3 separate regions of the Mus musculus genome follow, and all the other regions are linked to region 2. A link is a contact called in public HiChIP or PLAC-seq and capture Hi-C data. All regions are on one chromosome and are shown on one strand. Each heading gives the region's core, a stretch centred on a gene start, on an enhancer-like site or on the middle of the called end of the contact. The rest is flanking DNA. Distances are from core to core; before and after follow the strand shown.

What was found. HiChIP or PLAC-seq counts read pairs in DNA pulled down with a chosen protein or histone mark. Capture Hi-C pulls out chosen DNA fragments and counts their contacts.
Region 1: an H3K4me3 HiChIP or PLAC-seq map of bone marrow-derived macrophages shows a contact between it and region 2, with 6 times the contacts expected there. The contact joins the promoter of Cct6a here to the enhancer-like site in region 2. A contact is called at or near these places in 1 of 39 promoter capture datasets (the HPC-7 cell line), 6 of 115 datasets of contacts at active chromatin or transcription factors (bone marrow-derived macrophages, fetal liver, large pre-B cells and 3 more) and 1 of 9 other capture datasets (adipose tissue).
Region 3: a capture Hi-C map of embryonic stem cells shows a contact between it and region 2, with 4 times the contacts expected there. The contact joins two enhancer-like sites. A contact is called at or near these places in 2 of 39 promoter capture datasets (both in embryonic stem cells), 2 of 115 datasets of contacts at active chromatin or transcription factors (both in embryonic stem cells) and 2 of 9 other capture datasets (embryonic stem cells and liver).

The regions. Positions count from the first base shown.
Region 1 is chr5:129,785,690-129,789,295 of GRCm38.p6, reverse strand. Cct6a (chaperonin containing Tcp1, subunit 6a (zeta)) reads right to left here and starts at 1,940. Exons shown (of 13, transcript NM_009838.2): 1 at 1,721-1,940; 2 at 999-1,062; 3 at 109-243. The coding sequence starts at 1,857. Psph (phosphoserine phosphatase) reads left to right here and starts at 2,043. Exons shown (of 8, transcript NM_133900.4): 1 at 2,043-2,341.
Region 2 is chr5:128,999,557-129,003,697 of GRCm38.p6, reverse strand. It overlaps Stx2 (syntaxin 2), which reads left to right. Exons shown (of 11, transcript NM_007941.3): 2 at 4,111-4,141. Among named protein-coding and RNA genes, the nearest start is that of Stx2, 6.9 kb to the left of the region's middle. Within about 2 kb of position 2,762, at least 99 of the 459 cell types and tissues checked have an H3K27ac peak or open chromatin away from gene starts, as enhancers often do. A contact at or near this core is called in the HPC-7 cell line, adipose tissue, bone marrow-derived macrophages and 3 more, where this site is marked.
Region 3 is chr5:129,862,529-129,866,609 of GRCm38.p6, reverse strand. Sumf2 (sulfatase modifying factor 2) reads right to left here. Exons shown (of 9, transcript NM_026445.2): 9 at 2,659-3,971. The coding sequence ends at 3,887. Phkg1 (phosphorylase kinase gamma 1) reads left to right here. Exons shown (of 10, transcript NM_011079.3): 7 at 324-414; 8 at 540-693; 9 at 1,510-1,635; 10 at 1,921-3,179. The coding sequence ends at 2,169. Among named protein-coding and RNA genes, the nearest start is that of Phkg1, 15 kb to the left of the region's middle. Within about 2 kb of position 1,934, at least 35 of the 459 cell types and tissues checked have an H3K27ac peak or open chromatin away from gene starts, as enhancers often do. A contact at or near this core is called in embryonic stem cells, where this site is marked.

The DNA of each region.
Region 1 (3,606 bases), core at 691-3,190, 790 kb before region 2:
CCCAGAGCTAAGCAGCCCGACCATTCCACAGTGTGCCCTCAGCTAGCTTCACATCACTGTGTACCAATAGCCCACCAAACAGAGCACAGAAGCAAGAAGCATACATACTTCAGAAATGTACAGGTCCGCCTGTTTGAGCAGCTCCCCGATGATGAGGACATTGGATGTAGTGCCATCGCCAGTTATGTCATCCTGGGCTGTAGCCACTTTTGCTATCAAAGAGGCTGTTGGGTGTTGAATTTGCTGTAGGTAGAAAAAGAACTATTTAAATGACTTAAACCATTACCTAGGGTACAACATGGACAGGCTTCTTTCAATGCCTTCCACTAAGACTGCACAGTACTGCTGGCTACATTTTGCTTGGATTTCAAGCCATCCCCTTTACTAGGGTTTGAACTATAGGACCTGAAAGTGAGGGAAATGGGTAGTTGGGTCAATTTAATATGATCCCTGGGACAAAAATAATAACTATAAGACAGCCCGGTGTGAGAGGCATAGCTTTAATCCCAGTTTGAGGCCAAGCAGGGCTGCACAGTGAGATTTATCTTAAACAAACAAAAGTAAGATTTTCATTTCTCCTGCAGTTGAGTGGAAAGATGAGCATTTATTTTTTGGTTTTCTTTCCCATTGCCCTGTTTTTGAGACAAGGTCTCACTATGCTTATGTAGCTCTACCTGGTTTTGAACTCAAGAGATCTGGCTGAGTGCCGGGATTATAGCTATGTGGTACAATATTTAGCTAAAGTAGAGATAACAATATTCTTTTATACAATTTTTTATTTTAGCCCAGACTACAAAGTAGACCCCCCCAAAACAAACAAAAAACCCAAGGATCCAAACACATGTGTCACATTTGACAGAGTTCCTCACCCACTAAAGCACTTCCTATATTTCTGCCTGAAAGACATGATGACCTGATGAAGAATTTTATTCACCTCAAATGGAGCAAGAGGTCAAAAAAAAAAATTTTTTTTTAAACCCAGCCCGGCAGCCTCTTACCATTTCATGAAGCAGCACATTGCCATCTTTAGTAAGTTTGATGTCTCCAGCACCAGATACAAGCCTGCCAAATGGGAAGGAATTGATGAGCAAGGATGTGACTTTTTCTAATTAAAACAAAACAAGTAAGAATTCCACAAAGCAGCCAAGGGGAGGTAATGTATATCCCCCATCCCCTCTTGAAGGCAAGTGAATCACAGGGAGTTCCAGACAAGCCGTAACTTATCAGTCAGACCCGATCTCAACTAAATACATAAAGAAAATTCCCACAAAAAAGAATGAGGTGTAAAGGGAACCAAAGGAGGCTATGAAATATACGACTCCAAAGCAACCGCAATTTGAGGAACGGATACGAGAGGCGAGAAAAGAGAGTGAATTAAGACTAATTAAAAAAAAATCCAAGCGCTATGTCTCAGTGAACTTTATTCATTTGCTAGCTAACGAGGTAACAAAAACAGATCCCCTGAAATTTGGACTTTACTCCTACATCCCAGTAAACTCGGGGCCCGGGGCTGGGTTCGGGAAGGTTGCACACGCCACTCTCTTCCTCTATAAGAAATAGGTGCAAATGCCAACCCCGAAAGGCGCGGATTCGGGGGGTTTGGATGGGATGCAGCCCAGACATGGGAGAAAGAAAACGCTAGCGCGAAGGCCTGGAGGCAGCGACTCGAGTTTGCGGCCATCGAGCCGCCAGGCCCGCCCTCCCGCCAGCCCGGGCTTACATCTTCATGGTGCCCTTAGGCCCCAAGTTGGTCCTCAGAACATCCTGCAGGCCCCGAGCCGCGCTGATGTTCACCGCCAGCGCTGCCTGGGCCCGGGCCACCTCGGCCTTCGGATTTAGGGTCTTTACCGCCGCCATGGCTGGCCTAGCTCCGGGAGAGGCCGAGAACAACGTGCTCTCTGCGGGGTCTTCTCGAAAAGTCTTACGCACCCGGCCCGCCCCCGGCGTGCCCACAGAGCACCTCCATTGGGTGGCGACCCTCCTGCCGCCCGCTGATTGGCTTAATCCAACGCTGGTCTCTCTAAGACCCGCCCACCACGCCCAGTTGCGACGTCATTGCGCATCTGAGAAACTGGTTCTCCCGTCATCGGCACTCTGGATCTTAAGGTTCCGTTGTGCTCGCCCCCCAGCGTCACGGTTCGGCGCTTTTAAGAGTTTGCAGCGTGGAGGCTGCGCGGCTCCGCGGTGCAGGAAAAGCCCTGCAGGTCGTGTGTGAGGGATGCTTCGGCCTCTGCACTCGACTGGGTGTGACAGGAAGCAGAGGCGTCGGCCTCTAGTTGCAGGGTGTCTCTAGCTACTGGACTCCGGGATGCTTCCCTCACACTCTCGCGAGATTTCCCAGGTTCATTTTTTTTTTTTCCTTGCCTGTTTTATCCGTAAATTGGGGAGCACAGAAAATGGAGCCTTCCCCTGTACCCTGGTCGTTTTAAGACCCCGGAGGTTGACGGGAGGACTACGCTAGGTAGAAAGTACTAGATGGCTTTAGGAGTGGTGCGATGGGCGTTGAGGAGACTCAGGATCAGTCTGTTCTTAGGGCCCAGGTCATTGAGGCAGCTTGAAAACTAAAATGGATTTTGTTTTAATTTTTTTAAAATAATGAAACAAATAGTAATCCTTGTTTCATTCTATGTCCCAGCTAGACCACGAACTGTCTAACACGGACTGGTATTCTAACTCGTAGCAGTCCTGCTTCAACTTCCAAAGTGGTATGAGCTACTAAGCCTGCTAAAAACTAACAACTAATGGCTGGACAGTGGTGCCCAGTCTTTGAAAGCATTCTTTTAAACATTTTTTTAAAAAGAAAATAATATTAAGCGTATAAGTGTTTTTCCTGTCTGTATGTTGAGCACTTAACATATAGATACGTACTGAATTTTTAAACATGTATATGAATATGAATCACTTCTCCACACAGATGACAACTCGTAATGCCATTGGACGTATTCCACTGAGCTATATATACTGAAGGCTTTGCCATTTTGATAGGAAAGAAAAATTCTTATTCTTCTACTATACAGAGCCAGGCATAGTCACAACACGGGAGGCAAGCAGATCTCTGTGAGTTCAAGGCCAGCCTGGTCTGCATAGCAAGTTCCAGGCCAGCCGTGGCTACATAGGAAGACCCTGTCTAAAGAAAACAGAACTATAGGGTATGTAGCTCAGAGGATGAGTGCCGGTTTAACCGGTACAAAGGTCCTGAATACAGGAAATTTAAAAAGGAAAGAGAAACAACCAGTCACATGGCTGACATTTAGTTATTCCCAAACCTCTGCTCTTCTGGCTGCAGTAAGTATGCTAGTGTAATGTTTTCAAGTGGAGTTGTAGGTTTGAAAACCACAAAAGCTGTGCAGATGATAACGAGGCATGAAGAAGACTCGTGTTTACTTAATATAAAAGTCCTTAAAACATTAGCCAAGAATATATTGGAGCTGCTTTTTGTTTGTTTGTGGTTTGTTTTGTTTTTGTGACAGGGTCTCACTATGCAGACAAGGCTAGCCTTGAACTCCTGATCCTCCTGCCTCTACCTACCTCTTGTTTGTTTGTTTGTTTATCTAATGTATATAGGTGTTCTGTCTGCATGTATATCTGCTTACCAGAAGAGGGCAT
Region 2 (4,141 bases), core at 1,513-4,012:
TAGGTTCTATGTTTCCAGAAAGTTAGAGAAAGCAACTTTCCCCTTCCACCTTATCTAAATGCTGCTTTCTTGTGGATAGGATGTGGGGGTTGATCTTGGGGTTAAAATGGCTGCAGTGCCGTGACCATGGTGATTCAAGAGTTTGAAGTTTCCCAGGAAGGCTTCTCATTAGCTCTGTATGCGTCCACCTGAGACAAAGGTACTGGTGGTAGTCACCTGTGAAGGACTTAAAAAGTAGCTTGTTTGAATGACCACAGTTCCATTGTTTGGGAGGTAGAGGCAGGAAGGTCTTGAGTCTTAGGTTAGCTCTGGTGACCTAGGAAGACTTTATTGCAAAAGAAGATTAGCTGTGGGGCTGGAGAGATGGCTTAGTGGTTAAGAGCACTGACTCCTCTTTCAGAGGTCCTGAGTTCAATTCCCAGCAACCACATGGTGGCTCACAACCATCTGTAATGGGATCTGATGCTGTCTTCTGGTGTATCTGAAGAGAGCTACAGTGTACTCCTATACATAAAATAAAGAAATCTTAAAAAAAAAAAAAAAGATGAACTGTGGACAGCAGTTTGCATTTGGAGATTTTGTACGATCTGTCTTGCTGCCCAGAGGGGTGCTTCAGGCTTTGGTCCATTGCTCATTTTCACACAAAAGCTGGAGCAACTTGCCTGGGATCGCCCAGACTCTTATGTCCAGAGTGATTCTGTCTCCGACCTCTGGAACGCACAAGCACAGATAAGAGTCCCAGGCCAGAGCTAGATGCGGCCCTGGAGACAGATTTGAGTTGGCTACGTGCAGTGGTGTCCCGTGGTCGAGGGCGGAAGACTGAGGAGGAGCTATGAGTTGCCTTTTAGGACGTCAGTAAATCAGAATGGATCAGGTCATGTATAAGAGTTTGGATTTTTCCATAGACCAATTATTTCCTGTTTTTGCTCAAGATATATCTGACCTCTACTGCCTGAGAGCATCTGCCATTGCTGGACTTCCTCTCGTCCTCTTGGCTGCGGGATGAGCCTGCTTCCTGACAGCTACCCCGGGCCTCTGCAGCCCTGCAGCCCTGCGGATTGCCTCTCTCTCTGCCTCGCTCGCTCACAACTTCCCCACCAGGAAGTCTCTGTCTGGCTTCTCTCAGTGGCCCTGGCAGTGGCCACCTTCTGTCCCAGCAGCCTGCATGGAGCTGCCGTTTGTTTTCTCTCCCTGTGCCCCCTGATTCTGTCATCACCCTTTCTTGAACGTCTGCCTCAAGGCAGTGTACCCTCGAGACTCTGGGCACGTTTCAGGCCATGGCTCGTGCTCAGAGAAGATTGCCAGAAACGGAGTTCTTGAGGTGCTCACAGTCTCACCCCACCGTGACCCTCCCCTCCCCCTCCCCCCTCTCTCCTTCCTACTTTGCATTATCTTTGACTTGCTGTATATCCCAGGCTTAGAGTTTACTCTGAAGCCCAGTTTAGCCTCAAACTCGGAATCCGCCTACCTCGATGTGTTGTACAGAGTAGCTTCAAGTTTGTTTGGTTTGTGTATTTGGTTGTTTTTTGGGGCCTCTCTGTGTAGCTCTTGCTGCCCTTGAACTTGCTCTGTAGACCAGGCTGGCCTTGAACTCACAGAGATCCACCTCTCTCTGCCTCCTAAGTACTTATGGTCTAGCTTGCTGGCTTCAAACTGGAGATCCTCCTGCTCCAGTTTCCTAAGGCAATTTGAGACTTCAGGTGTGAAATCAGGGTGTCAGCATCTCTGAAAGCCTGGATTTCTCCTTGCAGCTCCTAGATTCTGAGATACCCATCTTTGACACTCCATCCCCAAGGATACAGAGCTCCCTGGGCCAACCTCTGCTTTGTTCTCAGCTGCCTGCTGTCTTCCTTGCTGACCGAGTCAGCTTGATGATTTTAGCTTGTCCTCACACACACACCATCCCCAACCCCTGGAGTGAGCCACCCTAACAAGGCATGGCAGTGCCCCTATTCCACATGTGGTTCCCTTGCTGAGGGCTGTTGGGACAGCCTGTAATTCTTCAGCACTGCCCGTCATTCCAGGCATCTGGAGAGCAGCGGGTAGGCTTCTTGGGGGAAGTCACACAGAAGGGGCATCCCTGTGTGTGTGTGTGTGTGTGTGTGTGCGCGCACGCTGCGCTATGCTTCATGAATATAGAAGATAACCTTTTAGGTGATACCCATTTTTCATTAAGCTGGTCGTGGCTGTGTTATGTCCCTGGTGACAAAGGTTGCTCTCACACTCCTGTGTGTGTTTTAGAGCAGCACTCCAGCTGTAACTAACCAGCTGTCTTATCCAAATAATCAGCACTAGAGGAGAGGGGATATGGTTTGGGAAGAGCTGATTGGGCCTTAGTGAGGGTCCTGTGTGGAACCAGTGGCTTTTTATTTTTTCTTCTTCTTGGCACAGTCTTTCTGTTGTGTAACTCTGACTGGCCTGGAACTCACTATGTAGATCATGCTGACCTCGAACTCACAGTGATTCCCCAGCTTCTGTATCCTGAGTGCTAGGAATTAAAAAAAAAAAAAAGTGAATGAATGAATGAGTAAATAAGTAAGTAAATATGCACCACACTCCAACTTTGACCATGCTTCTTAAATTTGCAGATTTTTCTTAGCTGAGAACTGCAGTGATATCTTGTCTGCAAGGTTTCCTGGGTAGTAGTGGGCAGTAAAGGAACACCTCTGTGTGTCAGGCCTGCAGGGTAAAGGCTGGTAAAGGCCCCCAAGCAATGGAGGTTCCTAAGATGCCTTGCTGGGCTTGGCTGCCGGAAAGGAGGCCTGATCGTGCTGACTCATGGCGCTGGCTGCCCTGGAGGATAGAGCTCAGCAGGTCCCTCCCCTGCGCCTCCTGGCAGGCAGGGCTCAGCAATAGGACTTAGATAGAGACCATCTTCGAGGGGCCACGTATAGCTGTCCACAAAAACTGCTTCTGGCTAACTGAGACTTGTCTGTGCTGCCAGAGGCTTGGGCAGCCCGGAAGAGAGGCTGCCCAGTCAGGACCAGCATCCCTCCTGCATCCTGTGCTCTCAAGGTTCCAGGCAGGCCTCAGAGGCAGCAGCTGGGCAACTCTCCTGACCCAAGGCCATGCAGGGAGCTTCGGAAGTGCCTACTCCTGTTGTCTTGGATCCCGCCTTAGGCTGTTTCGAACAAGTAGCCCCATTCTAGCCCTTGTCTGAAATGCCTTCTTCTCCCCCACTGTTATTGATTCTGTCTTCCTCAACCCCTCTCTCCTTGTCAGGGTGTTTATTATTATTAAACACAGTGCGCGGTGGTCATCGCCCTCTTAGAAAGTATGCATGCGCCGACATATCTTGGAAGTTACCATGCACTCAAAGTTTTTGTTTGTTTTTGGATAAGGTCTCCTGTTTCCCAAGCTGGCCTTGAACTCACTCTGTAATGGAGCTGATCTGGAACTTCTAACCATTCTGCCTCTGTCTCCTAAGGGCTGGGATTACAGGGGCGGGCCACCAAACCTGGTAGCAGCTTATTATTTTCATGTGTTATTTTTTAAAAATTTGTTTTATTTTTCCTGCATGTATGCTGCACACCAGAAGAGGGTATCAGGTCCCATGAGGCTAGAGTTTTAGAAGTTAAGAGCCACCCTGTGGGTGCAGGGAACTACATTTAGGACCACTGGAAGAGCAGCCGGCGCCCTTACCACTGAGCCATCTCTCCAGCCTCTACCCCCAGTAGCATTTTTAATCTTTACAGAAAGTATAAACATTACAGGGATAGTGATGTAGCCCAGTGTTCAGAGAAGATACCGAGCATGCTCAGAGCCCTGCGTCAGTCCCCAGGATGACTCTGTGTGTGTGTGTGTGTGTGTGTGTGTGTGTGTGTGTGTGTGTGTAGTAATCTCTTCATGGAGAACAATCTGTTTCGAATGGCCCTGACTCTGGTGTAGATGGCAGCACCTGCCGTGGGGATCTGGCCTTCATTGACTCCCCCGGCTGCCCCCTTTTTTCCAGCCCATGTTTCTGTCACCAGGTAGAAGCTGCACTATTGGATGGTTGCAGGCTGTGGAGCATGGCTCCTCCCCTGCACTTGGTGTCCCGTGAGCTGAGGAGCTGGGGCCCTGAGTCGCTCTTCGGCCTTTGTGACACCTGGGAAATGTTTTCTGTTCCAGTGTAGGACAAACGACGATGGAGACACTGCTG
Region 3 (4,081 bases), core at 685-3,184, 860 kb before region 2:
GAGAAATCCTGTCTCAAAAAGCAAGGTGAAAGCGGGGCGTGGTGGCGCACGCCTTTAATCCCAAGCACTTGGGAGACAGAGGCAGGTGAATTTCTGAGTTCCAGAGTCAGGTTCCCACCACCTGAGCTCCACGCCCGGGTGCCTAAAAGGACCTAGGAATCCACAGGTGACCCTCCGAGCCTGTGTAGTCTGCTGTTACTATTGAGTGTAAAATAGGAGAGCCCTCCCAAGCACTGTTTTTGTCCTGTCTCTTGGATCTCTTGGGTAACTTCTTCCAAGGGAGGGCCCCTGGTGTCCTGTCCTGATAGCAGCCGTTCCCGCAGAGGTTTGTGGGACTCCCAGTTATCTGGCCCCTGAAATCATACAGTGCTCCATGGACGACGGCCATCCTGGCTATGGGAAGGAGGTGGACATGTAAGTGATCTGGGGGACCTAGGGGGTTGGGGGGGAAGAGGTGGCCTGACTCCAGTGAGACTACTCCTGCATGCTTCCCCTACCCGTGAGGCTAAAGGTGACACGAGGCCCCGCCCACCCTCCAGGTGGAGCACAGGCGTCATCATGTACACTCTGCTGGCTGGCTCCCCGCCTTTCTGGCACCGGAAGCAAATGCTGATGTTGCGGATGATCATGGACGGCAAATACCAGTTTGGCTCACCAGAGTGGGATGACTACTCTGACACAGTGAAAGACTTGGTGAGAGGCCATGGCCGCCCGCTCCCCAGATGTCAAGGGACAGGAGCATGTTCCAGAGTGGAGGGATCACTGTATCTGTCTCAATAATGTTAATAAAATACCTAGCAAGGGGCTGGTGAGATGGCTCAGCAGGTAAGAGCACCCAACTGTTCTTCCGAAGGTCCTGAGTTCAAATCCCAGCAACCACATGGTGGCTCACAACCATCCCTAACAAGATCTGACTCCCTCTTCTGGTGTGTCTGAAGACAGCTACAGTGTACTTACATATAATAAATAAATAAATCTTAAAAAAAAAAAAAAACAACCTAGCAAAAACCACTGAAGGGCCAGGAAATGGTGGCACATGCCTTTAATCCCAGCACTTGGAAGACAGAGGCAGGCGGATTTCTGAGTTCGAGGCCAGCTTGGTCTACAAAGTGAGTTCCAGGACAGCCAGGGCTACACAGAGAAACCCTGTCTTGAAACGCCCCCCCCCCCAAAAAAAAAAAACCTACTTAAGGAAGGAAGGGTTTGTTTATGGCTACAGATCTGTGAGGACCATCCACAGTCAGGAAGCAGAGGGAGATTAATGTTGGGGATTAGCTAGCTCATTTTCTCTTTTCCATCCAGGGCCCCAGCCCATGAACTGGAACCACCCACATTTAGGGTGTAGCTTTTCACCTCAACCTGTGTGAACAATCCCTCACAGACAGGTCCAGAGACCTGCTTCCATTGTGGTCCTAAATCCTAGCAAGTTGGCAATCAGGACCGACACTCACCCCCCGGTGTTTTCCAGAACGCTGCCATGATATTCTCAGGTCCCTTATGTTCTCCCAGGTGTCTCGATTCTTGGTGGTGCAACCTCAGGACCGCTGCTCGGCGGAAGAGGCCTTGGCACACCCTTTCTTTCAGGAGTACGTAGTAGAAGAAGTACGGCACTTCAGCCCCCGAGGGAAGTTCAAGGTACTGAAATTTAACCTTCCCTAAGGCTCTTGGGGGAGGCTGCTGTTGGCTCCTGCTGGCACCAGGCTCTCAGAGCTTTAAGCTATGAGGGAATGCCTTGTACCCACTGTTCCAATTCAATTTCTGGTTGCAGGGGATGTCAGCTAACCGACCCTGTTACCTAAATCCCTACAGATGCTTGTAGCCTGGGAATAGGGGACATCATGAAGGGCACCCCCAAAGCCAGCTAAGGTTTCCCGACAAGCTTTGCTGCGGGCTGAGGGTTCTAAGTGCTGCCCCCTGCAGGTGATCTGTCTAACTGTGCTGGCATCAGTAAAGATCTACTACCAGTACCGTCGGGTGAAGCCGGTAACCAGGGAGATCGTCATCCGAGACCCCTACGCCCTTCGGCCGCTGCGGAGGCTCATTGACGCCTATGCTTTCCGTATCTACGGCCACTGGGTGAAGAAAGGGCAACAGCAGAACAGAGCCGCCCTCTTCGAGAACACGCCCAAGGCTGTGCTCCTCTCCTTGGCTGAGGAGGAGGACTTCTGAAGGGCAGCGGGGGCCCAGGGGAAAGCAGACAGAGGGACTTGTGAGAAGAGGATGCCCCAAGTAGCCTTCTGCAAAGGAATAGGTGGCCCTACTCTGTGCTCTCAAAGGCTTGCCTCTAGAAGCACAGGGTGTTCCCAGTAAACAGCAGTAATTACAGCTGGAGCTGGATGTGCTGTGGCATGTGCCTGTTGCCCCGAGACAGTAGGATCACGGGTTCTAGCCCAGCCCGGGAAGTCTAGTGATGCTTATTTCAAAATAAAAATGAGGCTGGGAATGTAACCCTGTGGTGAGTGTAAGGTCTCCAAATTCAACCTCTGGTACAGCTAAAATAGATAATAAATAAATAAATAATAAATCCAACGCAGCTGAGACCGTGATAGGCAGAAATGGAAGGGCATAGAGCACATGTATTCTGGGAGCTATAAGCCTTCTGGCTTCTCTACTGTGCACCTTTGTTGATGTCTATAGTTTTCTTGTTTTTTTTTTTAAGATTTATGCATTTTATGTATGTTTTAGCTGCATGCATTTTATGTAACCCACATGCATGCAGTACCTGTAGAGGTCACAAGAAGGCATCAGAAACCCTGAAACTGGAGTTGTATAGATAGCTGAGCCCACCTTGTGGGTGGTAGGAATTGAACCCCTCCTCAGCAAGAACAGGCGCTCATAACTGTCTAGCTAAAGTTATGGATATTTGAGGAAGTGAAAGCAGGAGTTCAAGGTCATTTGTGGCTACACAAGGAGCTTGAGGCTAGCCTGGGCTACATGAAACCCTATCTCAAACAACAATTATATTGTGCTTCCTGATATACATAAGAATTTATTGACCTCGGGCTGGTGTGATGGCTCAGTGGGTAAGAGTACCCGACTGCTCTTCCAAAGGTCCAGTGTTCAAGTCCCAGCAACCACATGGTGGCTCACAACCATCCGTAACGAGATCTGATGCCCTCTTCTGGTGTGTCTGAAGACAGCTACAGTGTACTTACATATAATAAATAAATAAATCTTAAAAAAAAAAAAGGATTTATTGACCTCATAAGATCCAGTTCTTCTTCAGGGACATGTCTGCAGGATACACAGAAGGCCCTACATGATTAGCTAACTCTCAGAGAAGGTTCTGGCATTTGTCTTCCTAGAGGGGCACTGACTTTGGTTCTCCCACAATGCACATCTTCACTTCATAAATCATTTGCTTTACTGGGGCTTTTAAATAGTGGGCGTGGTGTGTAATCCCAGCAGGACCCAGGAAGCTGAGGTAGGAGGATCGAGAGTTCGAGACCAGCCTTGCCACATATTGAGTATCTCGTTTCAGAGGCCAGCGAGGCTAGGTTCTGGCAGCAAGGCTTTGGCACACCTCACAAAGGAAGCATTTTCCTTCTGCAGAATTTCCCAGAAGTGAAAGCTGAACCAGCCAGGGAGAAAGCAAAAAGGGAGAGAGTTTAAAAAATGTCATCTTTTGGACACTGGAGGGTTTGGTTCCTTTGTCCTTAATACTGCACTTAAGAGACAGCCCAGCTCCCAGCCTTGGTCATCCAGGTCCTCATCTTCCAGGCTACTGCAGTCCCTTCTTGCAGTCCGAGTGTTCTTTGTGTCTGTCAGAGGGGAGGGGCTCAAAAGGCCACCCTCAGACGCATGAGCTTGGTAGCCAGCTGCCTCTGGAACATGGTCACGGAGGTACAGTGCTGAGAGGGTGCTTCGGAGATCTCGGTCTGGCTGCTCACAGGTCCTCCTTCGGTCGGCCTGCACTGGAGGCGCAGCGGAAGCCCAGGTTGTCTGAGGCTGAGTCTGGAGTGTTTCCCATCCTGGATGGAGAAGGAAGAGAGGTGCATACTGCTGGGGGTGGGGATCTGTCGAGAAGAGAGGAGCTGTAGTGGTCTGAATGAGAATGGCCTGAATGCTTAGTCATCAGGGA